Regions from separate parts of the Callithrix jacchus genome. Here regions 2 and 3 are each linked to region 1. The links are chromatin contacts, called in public Hi-C maps. All regions are on one chromosome and are shown on one strand. Each heading gives the region's core, a stretch centred on a gene start, on an enhancer-like site or on the middle of the called end of the contact. The rest is flanking DNA. Distances are from core to core; before and after follow the strand shown.

What was found. A called contact is a pair of places that touch in the nucleus more often than the background predicts.
Region 2: a contact with region 1 is called in a Hi-C map of skeletal muscle, with 4 times the contacts expected there. The contact joins two enhancer-like sites. A contact is called at or near these places in 2 of 3 Hi-C or Micro-C datasets (both in skeletal muscle).
Region 3: a Hi-C map of skeletal muscle shows a contact between it and region 1, with 3 times the contacts expected there. The contact joins two enhancer-like sites. A contact is called at or near these places in 2 of 3 Hi-C or Micro-C datasets (both in skeletal muscle).

Annotation. Positions count from the first base shown.
Region 1 is chr2:41,672,806-41,676,925 of calJac240_pri, reverse strand. It overlaps ARHGAP26 (Rho GTPase activating protein 26), which reads right to left. Exons shown (of 26, transcript XM_078362030.1): 26 at 1-4,120. Among named protein-coding and RNA genes, the nearest start is that of NR3C1, 180 kb to the left of the region's middle. Within about 2 kb of position 1,840, at least 2 of the 16 cell types and tissues checked have an H3K27ac peak or open chromatin away from gene starts, as enhancers often do. A contact at or near this core is called in skeletal muscle, where this site is marked.
Region 2 is chr2:41,457,887-41,462,006 of calJac240_pri, reverse strand. All of the region lies in intron 15 of ARHGAP26 (Rho GTPase activating protein 26), which reads right to left. Among named protein-coding and RNA genes, the nearest start is that of FGF1, 320 kb to the right of the region's middle. Within about 2 kb of position 2,411, at least 3 of the 16 cell types and tissues checked have an H3K27ac peak or open chromatin away from gene starts, as enhancers often do. A contact at or near this core is called in skeletal muscle, where this site is marked.
Region 3 is chr2:41,497,195-41,501,314 of calJac240_pri, reverse strand. ARHGAP26 (Rho GTPase activating protein 26) reads right to left here. Exons shown (of 26, transcript XM_078362030.1): 19 at 2,720-2,778; 20 at 1,063-1,168. Among named protein-coding and RNA genes, the nearest start is that of NR3C1, 350 kb to the left of the region's middle. Within about 2 kb of position 2,249, at least 3 of the 16 cell types and tissues checked have an H3K27ac peak or open chromatin away from gene starts, as enhancers often do. A contact at or near this core is called in skeletal muscle, where this site is marked.

The sequences.
Region 1 (4,120 bases), core at 591-3,090:
AACCATTCTACCTTGAGACGTGTTTACTTTGTAATGTCTGGCATAACTTTTGTAAAAATAATAGCTGTGAAGTTTTTCTCACCAGTCAGAACAGTATTTATCCTTCTAAAAAAGTAACCAAAGCTCCTTAGGATGGTTCACCTTTCTCTTTCTCTCTGGTCCTGGTGTTACTTTGAACCCAGCATTTTTACCTCCCAAGAATACAGGTGCTTCCACCAGAAGACCACATTTCAGCAGGACTAACTAATGACACCTGGATTCTCTCTATGGCCTTTCCCTCTACTTGGGAAGCTCTTTAGTTAGATAGACAGGTGCTGTAGGTGGCAGGAGAAAAAAACATTAATTACTTGTTGGAGTCTTGTCGCAGGCATGCTATGGGACTGTGCAAGATCACTGCTCTGCCGCTGTGGTCATTTTGATGCTACAATTACAGAGAAGTGGTTCAGCACCCAGCTGATTGGTGTTGCTGCCAAATACATTTGAGCAAGACAAGATAAATTTTTTAGATACCAGCACTGGATGTGGGAAAGGACATCCTGCTGACTTTATAAAGGGATATGGGGCAGGGTTGTCGAGGTAAGTGATTATTGTCAAGTTTACCAGAGATGATAGATAACTTCCTTGACAGAACACCTAGGTCATTCCTTTTCAAGTCAGCTAAGAGGCTGTTTGGTTTCTGCAGTGCTGGCTACCTACCTGTGGAATAGGATTGCTCATAAAACATTCAGTACTTGGGCAAACTCTGGATGCCATGGTGGCCACTGCTGTCTCTGGGAGCGTCATGTCCACAAAACTCAGTCATCCAGACTTGCTTTTGGAGCAGAAGCCAGAGGATGACAGGTGCCAACAGACCGGCAGGGATCAGGTTATCTTTGGCTTCTTGTTTCTGTCTCCCTCCCTCTCAACTGTGAATGCTTTCAGAGCCTCTGTAGCCAAGACAGGGCTTTTAGTGAGACAGTAGTTGCCATTTTCTGGCGATAGAAACTCAGGGGGTAGAAGTCCTTCCCTTTGAGCTGCAGGTACTGCTCACACAACTCTGCAGCTCTGGGCAAGTGCCGTGGAATGTCCTTGTCACTAGTATGGCTCCATCCTGCTAATGCCAGTCTGTCAATGCTTGATTGCTCATTCTTTCTCTTTGCCTCTCTGTCCAAAAAGCACTCGGTGAGAGGAAATGAACCAATGTTCAAAAAGACAGTTTGGTCTGACATAAGAAAACACATATTGGCCGTAGAAATACTTAAGACATTAAGCCTAAGACTGGCTCCAATTCTAGGACACAGAGGCGGGCCACACTGCACACGGTCCATCCCTATATATGTTTATTTTGAAAAACAGGAGAGATCTTCAGTCTCGAGCAAGTCAGGGTTTTACTTGCCTGGGGGCAGGGATTTGAAACTAGCTATCTTCTCCTGGTATGGCATTCTTTAGCTATGAAATTTTGCTAGTAACCTGAAGGAAGATAGGCTGACCTTAATACTCCTAAAACATTCAGACTCTGGCTAAGTGATCCCTGGGCCTTACAGAGGAAATTGGAGGTTACTGGGAAAGCTCAGGGATCCTGGGCCATGGTTTTCCACTCTGATAACCAATTCATTCTACTAATCTGCCCTAATGTTTCCTATTCACACAGAGAGTCAGAGGTAGGGGGCGTGGATAGGGGAGAGAGTAAAATCTTTTCGTCTTCAAGTTCCTTCCTACTCTTTGGCTCATATTCTGAAGATAATCCAGTTTTGTAGCTAATAGGAAGGAGGGGAGCCTGGCTGGGCAAAGGGAAACAGAGCAGCCATCTGTCATGGGCACCGTTATAGCCACAGGGAAGCTGGGGAGGGAGTTACCTAAAAGATCCATTGGCAGCAGCTCTGTTTCCCCCGGTTTCAAATCAGAGCCAACTCAGGAGGGAGAGACATGCTTCCAAGCAGTGAAGCTGGGGCCAAGTGTCTACAGGAATGCTTCATGAGGCACTCCCAAAGCAAGGATTTTGGCCTCCTGTTCTTCCACATGAGCTCCCGGTAAGTTTATGATGGGGCAGATGACAACTTCAAACATCACATGTGGTCGGCCGCAGTGGCTCACACCTGGAATCCCAGCACTTTGGGAGGCAGAGGCAGGCAGATCCCTTGAGGTCAGGAGTTCAAGATCAGCATGGCCAATGCAGTGAAATCCCATCTCTACTAAAAATACAAAAAACTATCTGGGCATGATGGCTCATGCCCATTGTCCCAACTACTCGGGAGGCTGAGGCAGGAGGATCGCTTGAACCTGGGAGGTAGGGGCTGCAGTGAATTCCCATCTCTACTAAAAATACAAAAAACTATCTGGGCATGATGGCTCATGCCCATTGTCCCAACTACTCGGGAGGCTGAGGCAGGAGGATCGCTTGAACCTGGGAGGTAGGGGCTGCAGTGAGCTGAGATCACACCACTGCAACCCAGCCTAGGCCATAGAGTAAGACTCCATCTCAAAAAACAAATAAACAAAGACAAAAAACCCCATCAAATGTGTTAAAAGCATTATGTTGGTCTCTCCTTGGAGGCACATTCCCTGAGGGCCCATTTCCCAATGTCTTCTTGTCCTCAGGTCCACATAACTAACCTATTAGTATATTCTCTTTCTTCTAGAGTTTTCCCTGATGGCCTTCTTGGTTCTAACTTGGTCCTGTCCATTCTTAATTCTTATTCCCTGAATCAATGGTAGTGTCTCACTTGCTCCTGGGTGAATTCCTGGAAAAGAGCCGTATAATCCTTGAGCTGATAAACTGAGTAGTGAATCACAATGGCAAACCCGTTAAATTTAAAACCACCTGTAAAGCTCTGATGGCACAATCTACATCCCTTCTGGAGTCTTCTTCTTCTTTTAGGATCATAGGGAATTGGAGGTGAGAGGGAAGAGTTTAAAATGTTTAGGGAAAGGGAAAGCAGCAGCACATTGAGAACTAAAGATTCTAAGAAGTTGGTTTTTTAAGAACCTACAGATGCACACAAAATCTGAAAATAAGCGAACTCATCTACATTTCCAAAGCCTCAGAAGACGTGCAGTAAAGAAGTAAGGAGCACAGCAATTGACTCATCTCTTTCTGTCCTGATATCTAGGGGGTACCAAGAAATACACCTGAGAAGAAAAACAAAAAATCATATGCCTGGACCCACCTATTGAAGTCCTGAGCTTCCTCTTACTACCAAGTAGGCACTCTTTGAAAAACTCATTGCCTGGAGATGCTCTTCCCATCTCCAAATCCAAAGCCCAAGGAATGCTCAGAAACACATAAAGAAGACTGAACACCACTGATGAGTCATGCCCAGCAACAGGACAGCAGAGAGCAAGGGCATGTGCTCTCCTTCCTTCAGGCCGAAGCGGGGACAGCAACCTTGACTCTCTCCAGCCTTGCCTCCTCTCTCTCCCTCTTAAACATACCTGTTCAGCAATCCAAGCCTAAGTGTATGAGCAACTAGCTTAAAGAATATCAAATATAAAACTTTGCCATATAGTATTTCAAATCACACTATTTACAAGTTTATCTTTTCAAAAAAAAAATGTAAAAGATACAGTAATTCAACACAATTCAAGTTTTTCTTTTCTTCTTTAAAGTTCCCTAACAAGGAATTCCAGAAACAGGAAACACTCTGAAGCAACACTGCCATCCAAGGGGCTCCTGGGGAGCCTGAGGGTCCATCAGTTTGTGGTCTGTCTAGAGTCACCCTTGCAATGATGTTCACATGTGGGAGATATGGATGAGTCCGCTGTTTGAAGGCCAAGTGAATTTGAAATGTCCAGGCAGAACTTCCCCATTCAAGGCAGTCTTCATAAGACCCAGCCTCTTTTCATCAGAAAATTCCCTTATTCAAAGGGTACCCATCCCACCCTCCAATCTTTGGTTTCTTCCTGAATCACAATAACCAACATTAGTCTCATGCCTTGAAAGACTGAGAAACAATTCCCTTTTTCTGAATGGCAGTGAACATAGATGTCATTTTAAGCTACAGGCCATAAGGTTAGCCTAGGAATCATCCTTGAAAACCACTACAGCACCAGTGTTCAGGAGCACAGAGCAAGGCAAGGGGGCGGGCCAGGGGTGGGTTAGAGGCAGGCAAGGGTGGGAGCAGGGATGGGTGAATGGGAGGAC
Region 2 (4,120 bases), core at 1,162-3,661, 220 kb after region 1:
ATTGGGACCTTCTAGAGTTCAGCGCCTCTGTAGTGAGAAGCATAAGACAAACAGGATTGACAGAGATCTCATTCATACCCTGACCTCAAAGCAAGAATATTGCTAGTCAAATTTTCTTCCCTAGCCTACCAGATATAAAGGCATCTATTTATTTTTCATTGTTTTTTGAAAACACACAGAAAAATAAACTGAAAGAGACAGAGAGTAAAGTAAAATATATAGCAGGAACAGAAACAAAAGGCTTTGCCTGAATAGGAATAAACCTACCAGCTCTCAGCCTTAGTCAAGGGAGGCTCTAAAGAGTGTTCTAAGTCTGGCTGGGGGTGGTGGCTCATGCCTATAATCCCAGAGCTTTGGGAGGCGGAGGTGGGTAGATCATGAGGTCAGGAGATCAAGACCATCCTGGCCAACATGGTGAAACCCCCTCTCTACTAAAAATACACAAATTAGCTGGCCATGGTGGCGCATGCCTGTAATCTCAGCTACTCGGAGGCTGAGGCAGGAGAATCACTTGAACCCAGGACACGGAAGTTGCAGTGAGCCAAGATTGCATTACTGCACTCTAGCCTGGTGACAGAGCGAGACTATCTCAAAAAAAAAAAAAAAAGAGTGTTCCAATTCTTGGGAAGAGACAGGCATCCAAGGTGACAGAACGTGGTTCCTGCACAGCGCAGGCTGAGGACTACCAATACATCTGCCTGGGACTGAAGGAGCACTTCCTTGTGGGTTTCTACTTCTGCAATCTCCTAGTCCACCTTAAAATTCCAAATCTGGATAGCAGTGAGAGAGCAAGGCTTAATGCACCCTGCAGTAACACCAGCTTAATCAGGACCATTTGTTTCCTGTATGGGGATCTGGACATACTGAGAATGAATTACACAGTGGCCTCAATTCCCTTCTGCCTTGAGGTGGTTTTACACTGATTTCTCAACTGAAAGAGATCATCACCAGTTTTCTGAAGGTGGAAGTGTTTCAAAGAACTAACTGCCTCTGCCCATCCAGGTCCCTTTCCATCCTCTTACCTCGAAATGCTCTAAGAACAATTTGTTGGTCACAACAAACTCTGAGGCAGTGAAGGGCAGGGAGAGAGAAGGCATTCCGAATCAAAGGCCTGAGATTTGATCCCCGGTGTCTCCACACACTGGCTGTGTAAGCTGGGTATACTTCACCTCTCCAACCCATTCCTTTTATACTTGTAAGACACAGGTGTTGTGAAAATCAAATAAGGCAATGGCTGGAGGACCTTTAAAGAGATTGTACGGTGACATGCTTTTATATAAATGGGCTCTGGTTTTGGATAATGATGACATTATTGGTAATAAGAGCAGAGGGCAACATGTAATAATTGCCGAAAATACCAGGCACCACTGGGCAAAGGATATCCATTGTAATCTCATTTATTCTTCCAAAAAAACCCCAAAGACTTAATTACGAAAACTATTCCCACCTTCAGATAAAGAAACTAAGGCCTGGAGAAATTAATTTCTCAAAATCACACTTAGTAATTCATGGGGCTGGGATTTCAAACCATGTGTGCAATACTCCAGAGTTAACTCTTTGAATCACTACTCTACCCTCTGCTAAACCTTACACGCCGAATGTGAGCTGCAGGCTCTGACATCTCTGATCAGTGCAGGGAGTGACCACAAGTTTGTCCTCAGAATGAAGTCTCAGTTTTCACATCTGTAAATGAGGTCAATAACTGTATCTAGCTCATAGGATTCTTAGGAGGGTCAAATGACATAATGTATGTCAAGCAGTGAGCATGTTGCCCAGTACACAGTATGTACTCAATAAACATTAACCACATTAACCAGAAGCCTGTACTCGGTGACAGCGGGGGAAGTCTTTTAGTCTCTGTCTCTACAACCCCTTGCACTGGACTTTAGGGGTTAAAGATGTAGCCAGGGACCTGCTCACTGTCACTTGGCTGAGGCCCAAACTGGGATGCCAACGGATGGCTCACACCTGCTCAGGCTGCAGCCTGCTGCCAGTACAGAGCCTACGTCATTGAGGGAAAGGGGAATATTAGGCCATGGCAAAGGCTGCATCTGCCAGTCTGAAGCTAGCTGAGAGAGAGGGTGGATTTGTTCAATGTCTTTTAGGACAAGCGGAAAGGCTTCTGATTATCCAGGCAAGTTCAAGGAATATTACCAGCAGTCATAACTTTGGGGGCCAGGGTCTCATCAAACAAAATAGCTGGGAACCCAAATAATAAAATCTCTGCAAAAACAAGTTGTTCCTGCCCCTTCTTACTCTCTCCATCCCCCTGCCCTCCGAGCCAGGGCTATTCTAGAGCTGGGGTGTTACAGCTCAACTAAATATAATTCAAGCTCAATGCACCACAGCAGCTGTGTTGCGCAGGCAACGCATAACGAAACGTGAGGTGTAGAAAGTCAGCATCTAGGGAGAGCCAGAATTATACCACCTTGTCTGACTATGGCTCAGATCAAAGTGGTGGCCACGGAAACTGCATGAACAGGAGGGAGGAGAAAGGGGAAAGAAAAAGGATGTGGGGAGTGAGGGTTGGAAGGAACACAGGTGAGGGAGGAGAGTGTCTGTCCTTTATCAGTTCAAACCTGGCAGGCCTGGATAGAAAGCTGGAGGGGATGCTGCACTCAGCTGATTGCCTCGTGGGCCAGTGCACAGGAGGCCAGGCCACTGTGCCCATTAATGCCTTCCACCCTTCTCAGGTTTAAAAGGGGAAATGTTCTATTTATAAGCTGCCGACCAGTAGAGACCTGGCAGCCTCTGGATGGCTCTGATCCCAAAAGGATCCTGGTTACCAGTGGCTGCCTCCTCCTGCTTCTCAACTGTGGGTGTTCTAACAGCAAAAGGCCAAAGGTGACTAGAAGCACAAGAAAAAAAAAATCTTCTTTTCTGCCCTCTGGTGCTTTCATGAGGCTGTGGGTTTTTGGTAATGGCTAAAGTCTTTAGAACCTTTTAAAAATAGTGGCCCAGGCGATCCCATCAAGGCTTTCCCTACAGTTTTCAAGCATAAATCTCCTTTTCTGTTTTATAGATCAAGGGAAGCTAAGGCACAGAGATGAAGGAAATGTACAATCAGAGGCACAACAATGGGAAGCAGAGCAATGCTAATGACGTCCCTCTCCATCTCCTCTCCTGGTCCTCAATCTTGTCCTCATAAAACAAGGCAAACCGGAATAAAATACCATCAGGGAATCGCTCTGAATGACGGCCTAAAGAAGGAGGAGTGGATGTACAGACACAACATATAAACCATTATGCTGTGTTGCCAAATCCCTGTGGGAGAGTGGTGGGCCATGCTAAGGGTCTGACGCTGGGGAAGCCAGTCAGTGAAATGCGTGACCCTTGTGTACTCAGCACTGTGCACAGGTGTTTGAGGACCTGAGCGCTCTAATGAGGTGGTGGACTAAGAAGGAATATGGGATGGCCCCGCAGCCACAAAGAAGTAGAGGGGTTAGATGTTGGAGTCTGATGATGAAATTCCTTCCGCCCACCCTGGGTGGACCACATATGACAGGATGGCAGAACAGATCAAAGATTTCAAGCATATGAAGTGTCGCAGGGGAAAAAATGACACTGGTGATCAGGCAGCCTTGGGTTTGAGTATGAACTTCACCATTTCTCAGCTGTGCTCCCTTGACCTCTTTAAGCCTGTGAGCTCCTTTACAAACTCAGTTGTTGTGAACAGCATTTGTGCAAATGGCAACCCATCATGTGACACTTTCATGCTCCCTGTCAAAACCTCATGCCATCCTATTTAGACTAACAATAAAAACTTAACCTTGTTTTAAGCCAAGTGTTAATAAACTACAGTCCCTGGGCCAAATTCACCATTGCCTGTTTTATAAACAAAGTTTTACTGGAAAACACCACACCTGCTCATTTCCATATCATCTATGACTGCTTTCACACTACCATAGTAGAGTTGAATAGTCCTATAAAAATAAAAATATTTACTATCTGGTCCTTTACTGAGAAAGTGGGCCCCTGAGCTAAGCAATAACATTTATAAAATCAGAGGATTGGTGAGTAAAGTGGTTCATGCCTGTAATCCCAACACTTTGGGAGGCCAAGGTGGGCGGACCACCTGACGTCAGGAGTTTGAGACCAGCCTGGCCAACATGGTAAAATC
Region 3 (4,120 bases), core at 1,000-3,499, 180 kb after region 1:
TGGAAATCTTCATGATACATATCACTTTTTTTCCCAAAGGTAATATCAAGTGCTTGACAGAAAGATGAAAACTAACCATCACAATCTCCCTCAGGAGAATATCAGCTTATCCCCAAGAAATACCCTAATGGCATAGCAAAATGTGGTTAAGGGCCAAATTTATAACACATCAGTTCAGTAGAATGTAGGGCTTAATAATTTAGGTTAACTGGTATGCTCACATTCTTTTCTTGTGCTCCAGTCTGCAATCAAGAACATACCATCAAAGTCAATGGCAGGTTAGAATGCACACACAAGTAGTGACAAACACAGCATGGGAAGTCAGCAATGCCATTCATAACAGGGTCAAGCAACAGTAAACACACAAATATTTGAAGCCATTATGAGACTCTAAATACTCCTAGCAGAAAATCAGGCCCCTACTGAATGCTTTGATTATCTCAGAGGACAAGTGAGTATGTGCCAAAAATAATTCCTTTATTCTTTATACTTCTTCAAAGGCTTTAATGCATGTAACATTAAAAATCAATGGCCTTGTAGAAAAAAGGGAGTCTATTATTCATATTAGATAGATGGGGAAACTAAGGAGTAGAAAGTTCAGTAGTCTGTTCAGGGCTGGTTAAGCAGCATGTTAATAACGGAGTCAGCTCTAGAATCCAGGCCTCCTTACTAAAAACCCAAATTCCATAAACCCACAACATATTTTTGTTTGTTTCTGATGAGCATAAGAACATATAATCCCCCAAAACTCTGTGTGGTGACCTGGCATCATGGACAACACACTGTAGTTTGTCCTTGATCATCACAGGGCTAAATCCCCCTGAAAACTGTGTTTGTGGCCTGGTTGCATGAGCACTTTCCCAGCCTCCTCTGGGAAGGCCATCTGGCATTTGCTGCTGTTCTCCACTGCAATTAACATTTCACACATTTCTTTCCTAAGCCTCCAGCATACCTGATGCAATAGTGGGAGAGAGAAACAAAAGCAGAACTGAGACCAGCTTTACTGCTAAGATAAGAACTTTCAGGGATAAGAAAAGGGCTAGTAATTGGTCTTAAACCTACTTTGCCAAGTGGTTCATGAGCAGCTGTAACATCTGCCGATTTTTCTCTGGGAGCCGATGAACAAGGCTGTGGATTTCAGAGACCCGAGACTCCTGGTTCTCTAGTTCTGTGAAGGAAGGAGGGAGGTAATATTTTACCAACGTCACAGCCAAACGACTTTAAGGATGAAAAATCAAGGGAAACCAAAGGATGGGGACTAACAGACCAAGGATTTGTGAAAGATTTACGATCCTGTCTTGTGTGCACTCTGCGTGGCCAGCATGACTAGATCTGGAAGTCCTTTTAATGGTGCTTTCTGGAACAGGGTTGCCAAAAAGAACTGTCATCAAAAAATCCAAGCCAAGATGATGACGTGATGAAATGGAGCCAGTCAACTGCAAACGCAGAGCCGCTCCTGAGAACGAACTCAAGAGTAGCTGGCTCCCTTGAGGGAAGACTTCATTTCAAGGAAGTAAGGAACTTTATGCACTTGTAAAATGATAAACAAATCTTACGTGAACAGCATTGCAAGGGTTTCAAATATCAAAATAACACCTCAAGACAGCATCAAAGAAATCAAAGGAAATGTCCAGTATCCTCCAATCACGTATGACAACCAGCCTGCTAGAGAGAAAGTAATGGCAGATAAAATGTTCAAGTCTTTCTGCCAACTTGTAACCTAAATCATGGCTTGTCACATTCTCTTGGTTGAACCTGGGTAAGTGGCTTTGTTTCTCTGGCAAGGAGATTGAGGGTACTCATCACACCTATTTATAGGACTGATGTGAGGTTTAAGTAGAGAATGGTTGCTATAGGTTTGCAATTTCTCGAGAAAGAAATGACATAAACACCATCTTCACTCACAGCTTTCTCTTTCCTGTTTTAAGTGGACACCTATGAGTAGATAAGGACACCAGAACATTAGGTACCTACTAAATTAGGCCAGTAGTAGCTATCAGGGTAAATAAATTCGAAAGGCTAAAAGGAACCCGGGAGTGGCACAAGTTACTGACATAATAATACTGTGAAGATTCATGCCGGACTTAAATCTGATAGAAAATCTTTCTGCTCCTTTATGTAGAGGCCTGACCCACGTAGCCAGAGATTCTAGTATACTTAGAGTAGCTTGGACCTAATCCCTGTGTATTTTAATACCAGTAATATGACGCTAGGGAACCTGGATGATATAGTTGAAGAATGATCAGAAGCTGTAAATGGAAGACATAATGGAAAAGAGGACTGTGAAGTTACATAAATGGTGTCATATTCAGGGAAACATTTCCAATGCTCAATTTAGGTAATGTGCAATGTCTGATTCATTCTGCAAAATGCTACTCAAAGGCTGGAAAAAACCTAAGAAGTTAGAACTCCAATAATCAAAACTAGAAAGGCAAACTTGTTTTTCTCTATCCCTCCAACATCCTCCTCCCCTCCGAAAAAAAAAAAGACTTCTGAAGTTTCTCTCCTCTACTGTAAATTCAATGTGGTTGAAAGGCCCTTAGCAATCCCTATTTGGTTTCATTTTTCTTCCATGTTATAATCTCATGAGCATGTTATGTGGCCAGTTTACATGCAGAACATGAAAGATTAGGTAATATTTATTTTGGGATACTGACTCTTCTTCGAAATAGAAAAATCTATTCTCCTCCTCTTAAAACTGAGACGAAAAAGGTCTTACTTGCTGCTTTGATGAAACTTCTTTGAAACTGGTACATCATGAGTGGTCCGGGAAGCATTCTGGAGTAAAAGGAGATAGGCTAGTCAGCTTAATAATAAAAATTATCATATTCTCTCTAAATAGCAGCCTAGAGACTGGCAAACTATATTACATTTCTCAAAGACAACCAACACAAGGAAACAATAACAACTTAATTTAGTTTCCCTATGGCAGGGGCTCTGAGATTTCACCCACAAGTTTTGTTCTCTCTCTTTTTTAAACGAATGGATACAACTATGTTTCACTGTCAACACTAAAATAGTGCTAATGCAAAAGTCTAACACAAACTAAGAGATTTCCTTTTCAGTCAGTGACTCACCTAACAACAGCGTTTTAAGATATGTCTGAGAAACAGGCAACTAACTACATATTTGCAATTACTTGTGCTCAAACTCTCATCTTCCCAGCAGCTTGTTGCTAGATTCAATTCATCTAGAAACACTATAAAAGACTTTTGTAGGTGCTTTGGTGCTGAATTCACTATGGAGTATTGCTCCAGAATGCTAAAGGGCTAGAACCCCTAACATTAGGTATGATATGAGCAAATTTTACCTGCTAGGGTATGAGTATGTTTAACTATAAACTTGAGGTTTTTTCTGATAGTTCAAATAAGAAACTTTGCAGTAGACTATACATTATTCTTGGCTCAGACTTTTTTCTCACTGGGTCCCTTAATTCGACTCCCAGTTTTAGTTAACACTTACATTGTATCTTACTCCTGACTCCAATTACCCCACAGCCAATAAAACCTACATCAGCAATTCCTTTTCTGTGGCCTCCCTCCTTTGCTTTTCAGCCAATTGCATCTTCAAAAAACCCACACAAAGACTTATGCAATTTCTGATTACCATTCTCCTCTCTTTTGAAGACTAGGTCCCACCTTTCTCTGTAAGAAGAACTATGGTATTCCTGTCCTTCAAGTCCGGTATAAGTATTTTGGTTTATTCATGAAACTGAGATGCAGGCAGCTGGTCAATAACCCAACCCTTAAAAATGATAGGAGGCGTAGAGAGGGTGCAATAATATCATATATAAATGATACAAGGAAAATAGTCTCTCCAGGGAGATAATATTGTCCAATACAGGTGGAAAGAGTCAAAAAGGAGTTCTATTAAGGTCTCATTTTTAAGAACCATTGTCAGCAATGTACTGTGTAAAGTGTGAAACTATCAAAATACACGGGGTATGCAATCATGCATTCTTAACAGAAATCCACGATTCCTTGTGTTCTTAATAGATTATTCAGGGACTTCAGGGAAGATCCCACTTTAGGTTCTGTTCAAAGCTAATTATCACCGTACTTCTCATATAGAACCAAGTTTCCTAAATCACTCATGGTGTCACGGCACAAAGGCAACCCAT